Regions from separate parts of the Pan troglodytes genome. Here region 2 is linked to region 1. A link is a contact called in public Hi-C data. All regions are on one chromosome and are shown on one strand. The core of a region is the stretch at or near the end of the contact, and the rest is flanking DNA. Distances in the headings are between cores, read along the strand shown. Region 1 has its middle 410 kb from the start of COG6. Region 2 holds the start of FOXO1 (forkhead box O1).

Region 1 (3,923 bases), core at 782-3,281:
TATTCTCTAGAAGCCAAATAATTGTCTTATTTCCCATTCTCACTCCCTGACCCGGCCATCTACTCTTCTATAAATGGTTATTGTGGTTACAAAATTGGTTCCAAATGCAATGAACAAGCATGTAGCAAACAATACATACAAGATGTTTACGTCTCTCATTTCACAATACCAAGGAATAAACCAAACTACCCATTAATGATGAGATCTACTCTAATCAAAGAAGCAAAAATGGAACATATCAGAGGTATTGGGGTTGTCAATAACTGAGGTATAAGATGTCAGCTTATGACCAACTTTGTACTAAGGACCAGCTCTCTGAGATGGGACCTGACTCAACCAAAGTCAAGAAGCCATATCCCTTCTCTGATGATGAGTAGCCAGAAGCCTCAACCACAAGTGGACTGTATGACAAAATCAACAAACACAAATTCAAATGCTTACAGAGGCCAGACACACCATGGAAAGAGGTGAGGAAGCCTAAATATGAGGCACTAGACAGTGGTGAGGCATGTGGCAAAGCATCCTGTGAACAGGCAGCAGCCATTTAGTTCTAATAGCATTACAATTCTGGGCCTTTGTAGTCAGTGTTGCCAGATTTTAGGATTTTTAGAAGTTAGAAATCTAGATGTTTATGTGAAATTTCCTGGTTTTTGAAACAGTACATTTTGTACATTACACAACAGCACATTTTGTACATTATACAAAACATGACTAAAAGCGAGATCCGACCTTGGGCCACCAGTTGCAACTCCTACATGAAACTGTAATCTATGATGCCTGTGAATACAAGGTACTCAGAAAATGAAAGGAGTTCTATGTTCAGAATAGTCAGAGAAAACTCTAATTTTAAATACATTCACGTATCATTCCTGAAAATATTCTGACACATGCTGGAACACATGTCCCAAGTTTTAATTTGGAAAAGACAGCTTTGATACCTCCAGTTACCATTTTGAACCTCTTTAGAAGTTAATCGTAGTCCCACAAGGCCAAGAAAGAAAGAAGAAACAAGCCTAAATACGAAAAGGTGGAAAGCAGGTTTGAGCTAGACAGTATGTTTATTTTAGAGAATAAGGAACGTTAAAACTGTTTGAAACTTTCCAACTCTCCATGTATTTCTTTTTCTTTCACTTGCTCATGTATTTCAAATATTAAATGCTTTGCCTCTGTTATTAAGAAAGTGTGTTTGAATCATTCTCAGAGGTCTAACCCATGATGATGACACCACATTCATTAGACAACTTCTATTCCTTTCTAAAAGTTTCGATCCAATATTAGCAGAACCTGAAAGCCTTCCAACTCACTAACCAACAGATGGCATGACCAACTTTCCCAAGAGACACGCAGCAGCACACAGGTACACACCTTCCCAGTGAGAGAATGCAAGGTTCAGCTCAGGTGTTAGACACTCAGAGAACACTCAATCAAACAACAAAACGGGTGGCAGCAGGGAGAAGAGGAAAGGTTCATTCCCTCTTCAGCTCCCACCCCCGGTTAGAAGTCCAGGGCATTTAAGGTCTACCACATTTCCATGTAGGGGTGGAAACATTATCTTTCCCTTGAAAGAAACATAGCCTTTGAACAGGAAATGGAGGGTCATCAGTTCGGGTTGGAACACACATAGAATAATAATGACACTACCTTTGCTGGTGTCAAATGTAAATTTGTTCAATAGTCCAGTGGAACAGTAACAAGGCACTTCTTCAGATGCCACCTGCTATTGAGTGTAGAAAATAACAACAAAAAAATACCCTGTCGACTCACCCAAGTCAGATAATTACACGGACTGCAAAACATTCAGGCACGGAGCTCTGGAAACCTTTTAGGGGGTCCTTTATCATGCCCTGCCTTTTCCAGAATGAGACTAATTTGCTCCTATTTCAGCCAGCTCCAGCAAAGAGAGTGGGTAAAGGAGAGAAAAGAGAATGAATTGTCAGCATTATTGAAAAGATTCATGATTAGTCACACTCACTCCAGGCAAGTTCCTTGCCAGACACCACACCACTCATTAGCAGACCTGAGAACTGGCGTGCCTCCCACAGCTGAGCAACAGCCTTGGGCCTGGCAGGTCCCCAGGGACCCACAAAGCCCTATGTTCTCCCACACCCTGCAATGAGAAAGACCAGTTTGGGCAGGCCTGGGTGCAATTGGCTCCCCAGATGCTAAGTAAATCTGTTCTATGCCCTGTGCTGCTTCAAATATAATTATTCAGGTGCTCAGCTGGTGTGGAAATCAAGGTAGCATCTCTTCAGGGTACACTGATGCAGTTACCTGATGGGGCTGCCATTTTCTCCCCAGGTTCCCTTCGGAAGACCCAAGAGATGGTCATGTCTACAGTTTGTCAGCCTGTATGCCCTCATTTCCAGCTACAGCTGTGAGCTGCTGATCTTCCTGGAGCTGGAAACATTTATTTCCCTTGTGTAATACCAGCAATTTTAACTTAGATTTACAGTGCTTACCACTGAACCATTTGGGGCATTAAAGACTAATTCAATTCATTTGCAAGAGACAGGGTGGGCTGTAGGAATCATTGATGTCAATATCCACAGCAATGGGGAAACTGAGTCTGGGAGGCAAAAGGACTTGCTCAAAAGTGTAGAACAAAGAAGAGAAGCCAGGTCTTTGCTTTTCTATTCAGTCTCATCCCATTTCTTGGAGCTACAATCTCATAGAAAAAAAAATACCATTTCTAGTTAGGACAGCAAACTGGTTACTCTTTACTGTATGAAAACACCATTCTCAGAATCACAACTCCCTAAAGTTCAGTCAAAACTTCCCAAAAAAAGCTGGCTTCTGTTAGAACGAGCTGCACCCTCCACTGGGATCTGAAAGCAAAGGACAAGGACTAAGTCTTTGTAAACAATCACAACAGACACTGACCGTGGTGAACATCATCCCATACGTCAGAGTAACATGCCCTCACATGGGTTCTGATGGAGAAGAACAGCTCCCCCATGCTGAGCTCTGCCATCCCTAGCGTCAAAAGTACCATATAGCTGGATGCCAAAGCTGGTACTATTTGGTACATACTGATATGCATATTAGCTTGGATTTATGACACCTAGAAAAAGTGATCCTGGCCCTAAAATAAAATTCAAGTCCAAGAACGATCATTAACAATGTAAGTATGACTCAAAGCACTCAGACTACATGTCTTCACTTGGACTACATGTCTTCAGGTTGAAGACGCTTCACCCTGGCTTTGCAACAGAGTCACCATGATGACCCAGGCAAGTGTGGGAAGTGTGGTAAGGGCTTGGGAAAATTCCTGTAGGTTTTTAGAGTTTTCATAACTCCCTGAAAGGCTGCTAGACCCAACTGCTTCTAAAGGAAGCATGTGGGCAAACTCAGAGATATGGGTGAAGGACATTCTGTGTCAATGGACACCGAGTACTGGGCCAAGAGGCCCCTGCTTATCTGTGTTCATAGTTGGTCTACAGAAGAGTCACAGCTTCCCTCTTCCTCCTTAGCAGGGGGAAGTGGGCCTGAGGGAATGTGGATCAGCCCAGCCAGTGCCTGTTAACAAGGTGGCCTGAGGAGTGGGTACTGCCCCCTTGTCTTGTATCAGTCCTCCAGTCTCTGCCATTGGTTGTGCTCCTGAGTGAAAAGAGGCAGAGCCTAGGACAGGAGATAAAGTTAAAGGAACTCTTCACTCGATCCTAGAAGGATTTTGCTTATGAGTTGCTCAGATCTCCTACAGCCTCCCCCACCCTCACGGGTGCTAGGCTGGCAGTCAGTATGACTACTCTTGACCATGGCACCCAGCTTAACTCTATCATTGGCACTGCAAATATGCCCTGGACTACCTCCGGAAGTGTCTTGGGTGCATGCCAAGAAAACATCCCTCACCTTCTCACCTCCTATTTTTGCATTATTTGCTTTCAGAAGGGAAGTGATAAAAATGGATAACAGCCACTAATTTT
Region 2 (3,923 bases), core at 889-3,388, 600 kb after region 1:
AAAAATCCTCCTTCAAGGCACCGCTCCCTCGACGCGCACCGCCACTCCGACTCCCTCAAAACATTGGTCGCAAAGCCCCCCCGCCTGGTCCTCCATGCTCAAGAATAGGGTGGCAAGGCAGGAAAAGACTCACACATCCCAGCCCCCGGCCCCTCAGGGCAGCCTCTGTGTTTCTAACTAAAAGCCTCCTACCAGGGGCAAGACCAAGTTCGGGCGCTTCCCCGCATGGAGAAACGCTGGCCCCACGGCGCCCGGCCCCGACGCGCTGGCCCTTTAAAGGCGCGGGCTTCCTGCGCCCGGGGCCCCTCCCACGCCACCGCCACCGCCACCGCCCGCGCCCGCCCCCGCCGAGGGTCACACTTGAACTTTAGCTCGCCCCGCGCGGCCAGGCGCCGGCGCTCCGCAGGCGGTGGCCGCCCCTTCGCACGTGTCGGAGGCACCACCTCGGGCTCGGGACGCCGGGCCCCCGGCACTCCAGGCCACTCCGGAGAAAACCAAAACAAAGCAAAATGCGCACCGCCTCCAGAAACTGCCCGACCGGCCCTGCACCGTCCCCGGCCGGTCGCGCCCTGCCTGTCCCCTCCACCTGCAGCCCGGTCCCGGGGCAGCGAGGCTCCGGGGCCCCTCGCCGCGCCCTCCCCCGCCGCGCCCGGCGGAAACAGCTCCGCGGCGCGGCCGGAGAGAACCCGCCCTCCCCCCGCGGAGGTCCGGGAGGGAAGGGGCAGCCGAAGCAGTCGGCGCGGGCCGGGGGTTGCCGCTCCCAGCGAACCCCTTTCTCCTTTCACTGGCAAACTTTTCGGCCTAGCTCTGACGTCCACTTCTTGGCGCACTTTCTTTACTTAGTTCCCCAACGAGCCCCTTTCCGCGTCCCACGCGAACTCCTGACTGGCGCGCACGCACACCTACTGCCGTCCCCGACCGGACCCAGGCGAGGCCACTGCGACCACCGCTTCTCGCCCGCCCTCCTGGGAACGCGCTGCCCTCCTGCTCCGCACCTTCAGGCCGAGCAAACCTGCACAGCTGCGCCCTCGCCTGACCCACCGCGCCCCTAAGGTCCGGCCGCGCGCCGAGTCCACTCACCTTCCAGCCCGCCGAGCTGTTGCTGTCACCCTTATCCTTGAAGTAGGGCACGCTCTTGACCATCCACTCGTAGATCTGCGACAGCGTGAGCCGCTTCTCCGCCGAGCTCTCGATGGCCTTGGTGATGAGGTCGGCGTAGGACAGGTTGCCCCACGCGTTGCGGCGGGACGAGCTGCTCTTGCGCGGCTGCCCCGCGAGCGGCCCAGCGGCGGCGGGGGGCACTGGCGGGTGCTGCGACAGCGGCCCGGGCGGCGGGGGCTGCGGTGGCGCTGGGTGCAGGCAGCCCGCCTCCGGGCCCTGGAAGTCCCCGCACAGCCCCCCGGTGGCGGCCGCGGCGGCCGCCGCCGCCACCGCCGCCGCCACGGAGCCGGGCGCCTGCGGGAAGTCTTCGCTCTCCTCCAGCAAGCTCAGGTTGCTCATGAAGTCGGCGCTGACAGCGGCAGCCGAGGCCGAGGGCAGGCCCGCCGCGGCGTCGGGGTTGGCAGCCGCGCTGCCCGACGGTGCCGGGCTGGAGGTGGCCGAGTTGGACTGGCTAAACTCCGGCCTGGGCAGCGGCCAGGTGCACGAGCGCGGCCGGGGCAGCGGCTCGAAGTCCGGGTCGATCTCCACCACCTGAGGCGCCTCGGCCATGGTGACCCCCGCCCCTCCCCCAGCCGCAGGAGAGCCAAGAGGGGGAGAACGCAGCACTGGGGGCGGACGGGGAGGGGGCGCGAAGGGACGGTCCGAGATTTGGGGGAACGAAGCCGGTGCGGCGAGCGGACGGAAACTGGGAGGAAGGCGCGGCGGAGTGGAAGCGCGAGCCCAGAACTTAACTTCGCGGGGCCATCCACATCGAGGCTCCTCGGGGTCCGCCGCACGGACTGGACGGCTGGCCAGAGCCGCCGGGCCGGGGCAGAGCCTGCGCCGCGCTGCAGCTGACAGGGCCGCGGACGGAAGGACGGACGGACGCCGCGGGCCGCTTGCTCTCCCCAGCGGCGCGCCCGCTGCGCTGCTGCCTGTTGAATGTGGCGGCTGCGGCAGCAGCTGCTGCGACTACCAGGCCGCCCGACTTACGGGATCTGCCGCCGCCCCCCGCCCGCGGCGGCGCGCGCGCCGGCCCGCCCCTGACCGACAGCCCGCGCGGCCAATGGGCATGCGGCACCGCCGCCCGGGCAGCCAGTGGGCGCCGGGCTGGGTGGGGCCCGGTTTTCCACGGGGAGGCGGCGGTGGGCTGGTGGGGGGTAGTGGGGTGTTTTTCTCTTTCACACACTCACCTCCTTTTTTTTTTTGGATCTCTATTATTTTCTGGTAATTCTCGAGTGTTTCTGTGATTCTCTCGCCGTCTCAGTGTTTTGATTGCTAGGAAGCAAACCAGCGTGGAGGCGGCGGCGACACTTTGTTTACTACGGAGCAGCAGAGCCGAGTACTCGGGAAGCCCGGGTGGGAGGAGGCGCTCGCTGCTCCCTGACCTCCGCTGCGGGCCGAGCCCGGCGGGCTGGCAGGGCAGGGGGCCGAGGGCCGGGGGCGCGGGGTGGGCGGGCGGAGGCGGCCGCGCGGAATTCTACTCAATCACTCCCTCCTGGCTCCACCCACGATGTCTTTGCTGAACGACGTGGGGAATCGGTGGGTTTTGTTTTGATTTAATGTTTTCTTTCGCTGCGATCTGTCAAGTCCTCCGGCCCCCTCGCGAGCGGCACACGCCCCCCACCCCCGGCGCCGCGGCTCCTGCAGTCGAGTCCGCGCCGAGGGACCCTTCTCCGTGCCCACCGGTCCGCACCCCCGGGCTCAGCCTGTGCCATTCGGTCTAGCCAGAGGCGCGTCACCCAGCCGGCAGCCCCCAGCCGGATTCACTGTATTCTTGACCTTTTTTAAAATGCTAGAAATGAGGAACAGGGGCTCCGGCGCGGGGAGGAGATTCTCTGGCCTCCCTGAACACACGAATCCAAAGGCACCCGCGACCGCATGCCCTCCGTGGGAACCACTTCCCCTGGGCGGGAATCTCCCGCTCCGTCCACTAAGTCCAGGGCCGGCAGCGAAGGGCTCAGGAGCGCAGTTAGCGAGAACCAGGTCATTTTATTACTTATCCCTAATTAAATTTAGCTGTTTGTTATTTCTTTTTTATTTGCAACGGAAGTGATCGGGTGTTAAGTAAAAACGCAAGGGGGGCGGGAGATAGGACCAAAGCCTTGGGGCGCAGCCTGCCCCACCCCCAAGTTCCTTGAGGCTACTTGCTGTGTGTGTCAGTCAACCCCCCACCCACACCCCACCTTTCCTCATCTGGGCTGCAGGTCCAGGACATCCTGTCAAGGATCAGTGGGGCCAAAGGTGGGAAGATAATGGCCCTTGTGTCTCAAGCAGAAGAAACAGTTTTCCAGTTTTGTTTTGTTATGCTTTTGCTTTTTTAGGAAGAATATGGAAGGCATTTCCTTTTAGAAAGATGGGACCACTTGGGATGGAAGATGGACAGTAGGGTTTTAAATATCTTGTCCAAAAGGACAGCTTCCAACTCTTTTGTTTTTTAATCCCTTTCTTTCTTACAAGTAATTCTGCAATGGAAAAAGTGGCATCTAGAGAAAATTAGTCAGTTGGACAAGAGGTTGTTGAAAAAATAAAAGAGAAAAGAGGGGGAAAAAGGAAAAATTAGGCCTCTTACAAAAGTTAAAAAGATTGAGAGAGATTATCTTTCTTCTTTTATATTCTCACTATCGTCTCTCTAGTCCGGGCTGTTTCTTCATAATCTATTTATCACAACAGCTTCTTGCTGATACTAGGCATGGGTGGGGTGGGGAGCGTGAGCCGGATGGATTGGGGACGGGCGGGGACTGGTTCCCACCCTGGTCTTGTGGTCTCTTCACGTTTACTAT

What was found. Hi-C and Micro-C count contacts between places; a contact is called where the count stands out from the background.
Region 2: a Hi-C map of stem cell-derived neural progenitor cells shows a contact between it and region 1, with 8 times the contacts expected there. The contact joins the promoter of FOXO1 here to the enhancer-like site in region 1. A contact is called at or near these places in 2 of 7 Hi-C or Micro-C datasets (induced pluripotent stem cells and stem cell-derived neural progenitor cells) and 1 of 1 datasets of contacts at active chromatin or transcription factors (stem cell-derived excitatory neurons).

What each region holds. Positions count from the first base shown.
Region 1 is chr14:39,164,325-39,168,247 of NHGRI_mPanTro3-v2.0_pri, forward strand. No RefSeq gene overlaps it. Among named protein-coding and RNA genes, the nearest start is that of COG6, 410 kb to the left of the region's middle. Within about 2 kb of position 2,032, at least 8 of the 24 cell types and tissues checked have an H3K27ac peak or open chromatin away from gene starts, as enhancers often do. A contact at or near this core is called in stem cell-derived neural progenitor cells, where this site is marked.
Region 2 is chr14:39,763,097-39,767,019 of NHGRI_mPanTro3-v2.0_pri, forward strand. FOXO1 (forkhead box O1) reads right to left here and starts at 2,139. Exons shown (of 3, transcript XM_522749.9): 1 at 1,081-2,139. The coding sequence starts at 1,710.